2 separate regions of the Mus musculus genome follow, and region 2 is linked to region 1. Evidence: chromatin contacts called from public Hi-C data. All regions are on one chromosome and are shown on one strand. Each heading gives the region's core, a stretch centred on a gene start, on an enhancer-like site or on the middle of the called end of the contact. The rest is flanking DNA. Distances are from core to core; before and after follow the strand shown. Region 1 holds the start of Scn2a (sodium channel, voltage-gated, type II, alpha). Region 2 has its middle 90 kb from the start of Galnt3.

Evidence for each region. Hi-C and Micro-C count contacts between places; a contact is called where the count stands out from the background.
Region 2: a contact with region 1 is called in a Hi-C map of cerebral cortex, with 2.6 times the contacts expected there. The contact joins the enhancer-like site here to the promoter of Scn2a in region 1. A contact is called at or near these places in 11 of 39 promoter capture datasets (cranial neural crest, embryonic stem cells, frontonasal cranial neural crest and 7 more), 11 of 484 Hi-C or Micro-C datasets (the AtT-20 cell line, LSK cells, the N1E-115 cell line and 3 more), 1 of 115 datasets of contacts at active chromatin or transcription factors (astrocytes) and 1 of 9 other capture datasets (embryonic stem cells).

What each region holds. Positions count from the first base shown.
Region 1 is chr2:65,618,205-65,623,836 of GRCm38.p6, reverse strand. It overlaps Scn2a (sodium channel, voltage-gated, type II, alpha), which reads right to left and starts at 3,068. Exons shown (of 27, transcript NM_001346679.2): 1 at 2,822-3,068.
Region 2 is chr2:66,032,073-66,037,704 of GRCm38.p6, reverse strand. It overlaps a transcript of Csrnp3 not described here. Among named protein-coding and RNA genes, the nearest start is that of Galnt3, 90 kb to the left of the region's middle. Within about 2 kb of position 2,599, at least 9 of the 459 cell types and tissues checked have an H3K27ac peak or open chromatin away from gene starts, as enhancers often do. A contact at or near this core is called in cerebral cortex, where this site is marked.

The DNA.
Region 1 (5,632 bases), core at 1,819-4,318:
CCGGCCTTTACATCTAATCTAACTTCTGGACATCAAGTGAGTATGCTTAAGTACACTGAATATTTAATACTGAAAATCAAATTTCTTACTTTACTTTCAGTGCCCCAGAGGAAAATAGCAACCTAATATAGTAAGCAAGCAAACAAACAAATAAAACGACAATTATATTGGATTCTTGTTTATTGTCCATAATTTTTCTCTTCAATCCTGAGTAAACCTCAGTTTCCTTCCTAGGGCTTAATTCCCTCTGTGCCTAAATTGATCAAAACTGTATTGTTGTTAATTTATATTCAACTTTTTCTTAAAGATCTAACTTTTGAATAGCATTTAAATTTACTTTTTCCTGAGACTTCCATCATCCATCATAAACTCTGAGCCCGCGTTGTTATTCGGTTTCTGGCCCAGCCCCACCTGCTTTTCCTATTTCTTCATCCCTTATTTTGGTGATTATAATATTTTAAGTAATGACAGTATCTGCACATGTATATTTCTATTTAAGATTTATTTAGTTATTTATTTTTATTTATTTAGTTAGTTAGTTATTTAGTTAGTTAGTTAGTTTTTTTTTTCATGTGTGTACCAATGGGTGGGTAAGGGAAAGGGTATGTGTGGGGTAAATGTCTGGGTGGGTAGATGGGTGTACCACAGAGACCACAAGAAAGTTTCATGTCTTCTGGAGCAAATTTCTTTTCTTTTTAAAGATTTGGCTTATTTTCAGATTATGCGCATGTCTCTGTATGGGCATGCTGTGTGAATGCAGTATTCAGTGTGGACAGAAAGAGATATTGGATCCCCCGGAGCTGGAGCTATAGAAGACCGTTAGCTGCCCAGAGTAGGAGCTAGGAACTGAATGCAGGTCCCTCTGCAAGAGCAGTGCTCACTGTTAGCCACAGAGCCATCTCTTAGTCCCTGTAATTACTTTTCAATTCCTACCATGAACCACTCTTCAGTAAAGATATGATATTCCACAAGTATTTATGTAGAAATGACACATGTTAAAGCCCTTCTTTTCTCCAGATATTGAAGAGGTATTATATAATCTGTATAACCATCTAAGTATTCACAAATTACTCTCTCTATATGCACACAGACCATTCTATAGAATAGAATATGTAGAACAATGAGCTTCTATAAGGCTGTTTGTCATTCAGGAGCACAAGGTAGATAAAGTCGCCAAATCTAAAGTGAAAATACAATATTAAACAACAGTCTCCACAAATGTTTAACTGAGCTGTTGTCTTTTGGCTTTTGGAAGGACCCTGGAGAAAATTTAGTCCTGTGTATGTTTATCCACTGAGTAATACACACTGAAAGGAATTATTTTACAGAATTTGCCAAGCCAACATCCCCCAGAGTCAATATCAGTAGACCTGGATTAGGCCTGGAATATGTTAACAGTGGAGATAATTGCTGTAGGAGATTTTGAAGCCTGCCAATCAGGGTCCTAAGTCTTACCTACTGCTTTTAATTTAACAGGAACTCTGAGTGTAATATTCCACTTAATGTAAAACCCACATAACCTCTCAGCCACTGTTGCTCTTCTCTAAATGGAAGATGGATACATGCCAAATAAAAATCTGTGATTCTAAATAGCATCCTATTTATTGAACTCTGTATAACGGAAAACTCGTCATAGATTCTACATATTCAAATAATATTTTTTCAGTATTCCTAAACATCCCGAAAACTCACAGATTTCACAACCTCAAACATAGCATAACTACCTTTTTATAGGAAAATGATGACTGAGATAGAAACATCTCAAATGCATGCACCCTCACTGCCTGCCTCCTACACCACACACACACACACACACACACACACACACACACACACACACACGTCTTTCAACAAGAGAGAGTGAAGCAGTTAACAATCTTGTAAAAATATTCCTATTTTTTTAATTTATTCAAATCAATCCAAATGTTGAGCCAAATGGCAACCAATGGCTTTTGTATACGACATTTCTATATTTCATTTTCTGCTTCTACTGATAATCATAAAGAAAGTCTTTAATCATAGGAACCAGGATAAAAAGGAAGGTTGTTACCATTTCCACCTCCTGAGTCATTCTACTCTTTAGCTAACATCACGTGACCTAAAATTGTTTAAAATGTGAACACTTTTCACAATGGAACTATTCTAAATGCCCACTGTCTTTTTTTTTTCACAGATAAGGATAATCCATTTTCCCCCAGCAATTAATTAGTTTCCACTGTTCTCCTCCTAAGGGGGGAGGGGGGAGTCCAGTGCTGTCACTCGGAATCTATTAAACACATTACATCAATCTTCACTCGTGGGCTAGCAGTGACTTGCATACCGTTCTAAAAGGTTAAAACAAAAACATAAAGAATCCCAACATCCTAGCAGCAGCAATTGTTCAAAAGGCCTTGGGCTCAGGATGCTGAGGTAGCTCTAAAACTGTGCCCAGGATGCTCAGCCGTGGGCTCTGGCAGAGCCACTGCCATGTTAGTCTGCTTCATTACATCTCTATGATTTGTTCAACGCATTAAACATCAGTATTTCCCTTGTGAGAAGAAGGCCCATCCCTCACTCTGCAAGCTTTATCTTTTGATGTTAAACAAATACAGCCACAGAAATGAAAGGCTAAGAAGCCGAAGAAAACATTGAAAATACAACATGGCACAGCCAGTGATCATTTTAGCATAGGAAGGTTTTTAAACGCAGAACAGCCAGAATTAGAGCATTTGAGCCTTTGAGTTCTGCATACAACATTACAAAGCACATCTTATTTTAAATGCCATCATTTGGCAGAATCGTGATTCACTGATGCAACAAAAATAGAATCATGCTTGCTTACCTGAAATAAAGGGAATGGTACTCATAGCACAGAATCCATGTGCGTGTTGAATATAACCAGTCTCCAACGCAGGTTTCTAGAATTCAGCCTACAGCAGAAAGTAAAATCTCACATGTGCGATAATAATATCCTTACTAAAGAGAAAAAGCCAAGACAGGGCGATCACTGCATCCTCTCTGCTTCTGCCTTAGCTTTCTGTTCTGACACTCAGTCACTCGATGGTACCCACTGTCAGAAAACAGCATGCTAAATTAAAATAAATAAATAAATAAATAAATAAATGTAGGAGAGGAGCGTCTTGCATGACAGCTCCATCTCCTGGCCACAAGTGGAATCGCTGTAATTTCAAGTTCCTTTGGCAAAGCAACATTCAACACATAAGATTAAATGGTGTATAGTTCAGAATTCTAATGTACTCTAATTCAACTATTCTAGTTAGTTACAAATTGAACACTAAAATGTCATTATACTTTGTGGTTTTTTAAAATGTAGTTTAACATTTGGAGTTTGATTTATTTTTATTATGTTTAAATGAAATCTGAGTTTTCAGAACATTATGGAAAAGAGCTATATGAAACTAATTGTAATTATTAATCATGTCATTATTGGTTATCTTTTTGTGAGGAAGTATATTGTCTTAAGAGATAAGCTTGTTGTTAACAGAATGATGGATTTATGAAAAGACAAAAACCTCGGTCAATCAAACTTTCTGAAACATCTCGAACCATATAGGCAATCTGAAATGTGATAATTGTTCTATACCATAGTCTGAAGCAAGGCCTCATTGGGAGGGTAGGAGCAGAATTCAAAGTTCCCCACTTGTTAAGTAAGTTAGAAAACCAAAGTTTTGCTGAGTATATGACCTGTTCAATACATATTAGTTTATGTACTTATTTTTTTCGTGCTTAATTTTCTACAATTGTTTATGAAGTTCTGAGTCACAAACTACTTGAAATTTAAAAAGTCTATCTGCTGTCTTTTTCTCAAAACCAACTTCATCAAACAGGGTCAAGTACCAATTCAGAGATTCTGGTGCTGTCCGTGGTGCTGAAAGCCAATTACACGCTCTCTTGCAGTGTTCCAAGATTTTCTGCCAGCTGACATAAAATCTTGGTAAAATACGATTTAAAAAAATAATAATGATCGTTTCATTATTAGAAAGATTGCTCAGAGGTTAAGATCATTCACTGCTCTTGCAGAGGACCTCCACATTAAAACCAAAATCTAGGCATGTGCCCAGAATTGTGCTCATACCCCTGCCCTCACTGAATCTATTCTTGTTTCTTTACAGTCACTTCAATTTGCTCACTTTTATAAGCCTGGATCCTTAACACGTACCTGAAACACGAATTATTCCCAGATAATGAATGGATGACTGTCCTAGAAAAATAGCTTGTGCATTACTTTTGTATTTTCATTGTACATATACTTGTATTTTTGTGCTTTAATTCCTATGTTTCCTTTAATATGCATGCCCGTCATAAAGCATAAAAGTCAATGAAGTAAATAGCATGCATTTTCATTAAGCTATCTAAAATATGTTTTGATCTCTCTCTCTCTCTCTCTCACACACACACACACACACACACACACACACACACACACACACACACTTGGACATACTGAGACTATATGTTGAATTTATTGGTTAAACAATGTCTGCCTTGAAACTAGAGCTCTACACTCTTAGGTTGTTTTCAGCAAGGGAGAGGGAGGCAGAGGGGGAGCACACTATGAGGCAACTCTTACAACTTTATTTTTATGTAAAAACCTTTAGTCTCATCTAGAATGTTTTTATCTATTTTAAGAAAATAGGCAAAACATCAACATTGCTTCCTGCACCAGATATTTGTATATTTATGCAGAAAATGTGTACATATACAGTATTTATAAGCACAGCACACTTCCAAAATCAGGCAGAGTTAGATTCACCTTGCTAGCAGCAACAAACCTGTGATGATCTCTCAGTGTAATGTCCCTCTTCTGTTGCTTTGCTTTAAGAATAAAATCCAAATACTTACTTTAATATCTTTGTTTTCAAAATTATTTTAATTTTAGCAGGAAAAGTAGTCACATTTTACTTCAAGTAAATTTTTACTCTTGGTAAGGACATGCTTTTTTTATTTTTATTTTTGCCAATTCTCCCTTACCTAACCATGCCGGTCCTCAGATAGAGAAAGTAATGAAACTTGAAGTCTTGTTTATACCAACGGTGTTTTTTTTTCCTTGCCTCAGTTTTCACATGCAAAATAGATGCATTAAGGAGATAAAAATGAATGCAAAAATTCTAAACTGTAATTTAATTTATACAGTTTTATCCAACTGTATAAACTAAAAATAAAAGTCTGCTAATATCCTTTCAATACTTCCTTGCCAACTCAGGACAGATCGAAAACATTAATTCCATGTCTAATGTCTAATGCTTGTCCTGTGGTGCTATCATTAGAACATTGCAGACTTTCACAATACAGGAAGGAAATATTTTTTTATGATTTTTTTTTGGCCTCTGTGCATCTATGCACAGGTATGTACACATGAATGCAGTGCCCTGAGAGGTAAGAAAAGGGCATCTGGTACCACAGAGCTGGAGTTACAGGAGGTTGCACGCCGCCTGATGTGGGTGTTGGGGATCACAAGGTAGGAACCTGAAGGCAGGAACTGAAGCAGAGACCACAGAACACTGCTTTTTGGCCTGCTCTCAGAACATGCTCAGCCTGTGCTCTTAAATGTTCTTATACAACCCAGGACCACCTGCCTAGGGATGGAAATTCCCACATGTGCTGGCCCCTCCCACATTAGCCATTAGTCATG
Region 2 (5,632 bases), core at 1,350-3,849, 410 kb before region 1:
GACCATTTCCCATTCAGCCAGGGAGTGAACATTGTGAAAATGACCTCAGTCCTTTCTGACAATGTTCTGACAAATGTTTGACAATGAGGCAGGGCAAGGAGGAACATTCAAATATTTAAAAATCTGACTGACACTGGACCATTAACATTGGCTAAAGAACATGAATCATCACTATCATCTTTCCATTGATAATGGGACTTGTCAGACCAGGTGATAAACTGAGTCTTGCTCAAGGTCTAGTTGACCAGGAGTCCACCAGATCTTCAGATCTCCACAGGGAACGTTTCCTTGGTTACATGTTTGAGGTTAGTATAGTCCATTCATCTGCAGGATGAATTTTGTATATGCAGGACATTTTGTATATGAGATAAGGATCATAATGGGAGAGGAAGACACATGGAAGCCTGAAACTATTTCTCCCATCCCTATCCTACTCCAGTTTGTAAGTACAACTCTCTTCCTTTGCATCCTAAAATAGTTGAGAGAAATAAGAGCATCCTTAAGGATGGTAAGTTTTAGACGTAGCCATCACCATTATGTCATTTTAACTACTTGTAGAAAACACTTGCAAAAGGGAATGGAGTGATTTGGGTTTTATTTTTCTTACTACCCCTGCTTCTGAACTGAATAAGACAGGGTCTCACCATAGACTCCAGGCTGAACTTGAGCGTGGATTTTCCTGTGTCTGTCTGCTGAGTGCTAGGTTACAAGCACTCACTACTATATCCAGAAGAATGGGAGTGGTGTATTGCAAATTCAGTGTCATTCCCATGGACTGGTGCTGTGCCAGATGGGGTATATTTGCTAAAACAAGTTAAGCGACTTCAGACATGTGAACAAGGTCACTGTTTAAGCAAATGGCTCCCTTTCTGTTCCAATTAGGAAGAGAGGATCAGAATTGTTCGCATGCCTATAGACCTAATAACATTTGTCTAGTTTTGTACTCTAATACCAACTGGTAAAAAAGAGATCTAAATTCTCTGTATAATCCATGGAATTCCATCCTTTGTGGTATTATGTTAATCAGATCAGATGAGCCATGAGTTGTCATTATGGTAGTCGTTTTAATAAAAACACATGCAGTCTGGAAGAAAGGAGATAAAGACTTTTATTTTGGACCGTCATACCAGTATAATCTCTGGGATTCTGGTGATGTGGGAGGATCATACCATATCTCCCACCATTCACAAAATACACAGGATTAGGGGAGCCTCTTTAAATTTTCTACTCAGCATGTTCCACATCCAGGGATACTGCTCTGACCAGCCAACGTGAAGGGTGACAGCTTCACAGAGAACAGAAAATAGGAAAGGTCTTTTGCTGGTACTTAGTATAATATTGCCAGCCCCAAGGTTGGGAACCAGTGTGTGTTGTATTCAATGTAGTAGTGATGGGAGAGGAATTTATGGGTAAGTATAGCAGATGCTAGAGGGAGGACCATGACAAAGCCCCTGAGATCAAGGTGGTACCAGTTGCAGCAGCAATGTGGTGCTCAGCCTTACTTGCCAACTTATGGGAACTGGAATTAGCATGAGAACGAACTTCTTGGCATGTCTGTGGGGGAAGTTCCTAGATGTGGTTAACTTCGGGAGACAAACCCACCTTAAACTTGAACATACAGCACGGTCCCACAGTTTGAGGTCCCAGGTTTGAATAAAAGTAGATGGGGGAGGAACTAAGCAATGCTATTCACTTTTCCTTGCTTCCTGGCTTCAGGTACAATGCTACCAGGCATCTCACACTCCTACCATGCTTCCCTGCCATGATGGATCATATCATGTTTTTAATCTAAAGGAAATCCTTCTTTCCCATAATTTTCTTTTGCCAAATTATCTTTGTCACATCAATGGGAAAAGTAAGATATGGGTAGGTATCTTTTGAAAAAAAAAAAAACACTCTTGACAAATTACTAGAGCATCATGGAGACTAAATTCGAGACTGTGCCTGTGAAACCATGTCTTATGACAGAGTCAAAGGAAGACACAGCTGGCTAGATGGCTCAGCAGGTAAAGGGACTTGTGACCAAGCCCAACAACCTGACTTCAATTTCTGGGTCTCACTTGCTAGAAGCAAAGAGGCATTTCACTCAGGTTCTTTTCTGACCTCTACATCATCTGTGATGACCACCTATGTGTGCATTTACACTAGTTTGTGGATGGGCATGGCGGGGTGTGACCATACAGAGTAATTACATTTACATCATCTGTCAGCTACTACCAGGGAGCACACTCTGTAGTAGATGAACCACTCCCTGGGCCTGTGGCATCCAATAGAGCATCTACTAGCCACATGTGATGACTCTAGGCTGAAATATATCTAAGTATCAAACACACGCTGGATTCCCAAATAGTAACATGGGTGTGAAACATTCCTAGTTATTGTATATCGATCACACATTCAAAATACATATTAGTTTAGATAAAATGTTGCCAACACTGATTTCCTTTCTAAATGTGTCTATGAGAAAATGTACATGCGCATGTAGTTCATCCTTGTGGCTCGTATCACATCTGTTTTGGCTAGCACTGATATGGGCTGATCCTCTTGGCTAGCTGACAGCAGCTGGCCCTGATCCTAGGCTTCCCCAGTGTTGCCATGGCAGGCTCAGGGATTGGGTGTCAGGGAGACGTGGAGATGCTGCCTGGCCTGTGAGTTCGACCTACTCTCACCAGGGAGGATAAAACTCCAGCTGCTGCCAACTGTACAGATTTCAGGCACAGAGGTCGATCCCGAGGTCCTGGGATGCTACTGTTCTGAAGTCTAATGAGATAACTCAGTGGCCATGGATCACAGTGGACTTTTATAACCTAGAAGGATCAAAAATATTTGGGATTTGTTTTTAAATAATAGAAAAGTAGGCTAAGAATGAATTTGTCTTTCTTGCCTGTGGGGACTCAGAGCCATGCTGATCTTCTGATATGGGAGCCCACACAGCTTCAGATCAGAACAGAGCAAACCCCCAGAAAAGGATGTGTGAACAGAACGTATTGTCCTGAGAACCTGCAGTTCTACTACATGCTTCAAAGATATTGAACTTATGTGTGTAGACAGGCCTATTGACAGTGCAGTTGAGATGCAAATTTGGCAGCAACTCTCTGCAAGAATGAAGTACTATTTATGCTCCAAATGTAGTACATGCACCTCGGTAAGGTGATGCAGCCTGCCTTCCATTCATGCATTCAACCAAGCATGGATAGAAAACTCTTTGAAAACATGATTTCTGTGATCCAAATCTAGAGTTCTGTTCATTGTTTTTTAAGCAATATTGTGTTACCATTTGCACCATATTTACATTGTATTGCGTATGAAAAGTAACCTGGGGATGCTGTATGACCCATGGGAACATGCACATGGGTTTAGGCAATACCACTCCTTCATTACATGTAAGACACTTGAGCATCATACTGCTTTTAAATCCATGGGGATCCTGGAAGAGCTCCCCTACAGATACTGAGGGGCAGACATGTGTCTTATGAAGAACTCTGTGCAGAACCCCAAATGAAGCAAGAGCGATTTCCTTAGCAGAACTCACTGAAAAGCAAATGTGTTCTCCAATTTAGCAAGTTCTGCAAGACTAATGGGCCCAGTTCTTAAAGGGTACACTTTCCCCAAGGACCAAGTGGCTTATAGAAGGATCTAAGCAATTTAGATAAGATGGGCAGTTACGACTTGGGTGGAGGTACTTGACCTGCTCTTATACATGGGAGCAGGAAAGCAGTTCACACTGGGTGTGGGCTATGTCACCTGTAGGCCATCGTTAGGGCTTTGGGAAGTGGGTGCTGAAGACAGGAGAGGTAATTAACAATGAAAGATGTGGAAGAATATCAGTTATGGTTGTAGGAACAACCATAGTAGCAAGGGCTGTAGTTTATGTGAACCCTGATCTTTTAAGTGTCCCTTAGAAAAAGAGAAATGGAGATTCCTGGGGGGGGGGGGAGTTGTTCTTTCAGATTTAGGATCTGGGGAACACATGGCAAGACACAAGGCTGGGGTGCAGTTTAAGATTCCCAACAAGCAAGACTCTGTCCCAGCTTCAGCGGCTGCTGTTCACAAGCTCTTGAGCTTTCTGCTGCTTGCAGGTTTGTCTTCCACAGTGGAGTGCCAGAGTCCCTTTCTTTCAGTAGTGTGACATTCAGTGACCAGTTGTGATGTGACTAGAAAGGCCTGGCCACTTTAGGGTACCAAGGGAGAACTCCAAGGAGCATTTTTCCCCCCAACACACCCACCTCCCAATACATAACACACACACACACACACACACACACACACACACACACACACACCATGTTTACCTGGCTGGTATTTGTTAGGCTCACATTGAAAGCTGGCATCTGCCTTTTTTCTGGCAGAACTTCCTCCTTTTTGATCTCTAACAAAAATACTGCACTAAAATTCAGTTTCAAATCCTTGCCTCCCCACCCTGGTATTGCTCACGTGTTCAAAGGAAAACCTTTGGTGTCTACCCTTGCCTGCATCTTGCTTGAGACAGATGGGGTCTTTTTCCTTCTGCTGCTGAATACATCAGGTAGCTGGCCTGCAGGCTTCTAGGGGAACTCTCTCATCTTTGCCTCCCATCTCATGTAGGATTGCAGATGGATGCTACTGAATCTGGCTTTATATGCCTTCTGGGGACCACATTCAGGTCTTCACACTGTGGGGCAAGTGTTTAGCCACTGAGCCAACATGCCAGATCTGAAATGATCCCCTCCTAACAGAGTCCTATACCTCACACAGAAGACACATACACAGAATTTAAAAACAAAACAAACCAAACAAACAAACAAATGCTCTTCCCAAAGATTGACTGGTCTTTCTTGTTTGTTTGTTGTTTAATGAGTAGACGGTGGTTTGAACTATTCTGTCTGTGGGAGTGTGGAAGTGACATGTTGGACACAAGAGGTAACATGGATACAGGGTAACAGGAGATATTGAAGCTCTCTATTTTGGGGGTTGAGGATGTAGGAGAGGCAAACAGACAGTCTGATGAACAAAACAGTTGAGAAGAATTAGTAGTATCTAGATTTCAGAACATCTTGTAAGGCATTCCAAAGAAGATCAGTTTCATTTGATTGTCAGGAAGAATGGAAGCTATTTAAGTAGCATGATCAAACCGGAGTTAGAGTACCATCAAACAAGTTCATAGCAGTGAACTCTCAAAACTATAGATGTGGTATTCTCAGATTAAGAAACCTGACTGGAGGCAATGCCCTGAACTTGACAGGAGTTTGGCAATGAGGTCATGCTTTGCTCTGTTTCCCTAAGATTGCTTTATCGTGAGCCATCAGCTTTCACCAGATAGGCATATATAAGAACCTGCTGTGCGCATGTTTTCAACGTCATATCACCACCATTTCAACTTTAAAAAATAAAAATTAAAAAGGATTACACGATGAAATTAAAAGACACCCTTTAGTTACAAGACAGTGCGTTCTGTTCTTTTTTGTTGTTGCTGTAGTTTTGTTTTTCCTAAAAACACCCTCCAAAATTTAATATACAATGAGTTCCCTTTGGTCTTCCTGTTTACACATCATTACTTGACGAATGGGTTGAGAAGCTGAGAAAGCAAAGTGCTGTAAGCATCTACACTCTGGGATCAATTATAATAAAGTTAACACATCTTTGAAATGATAAT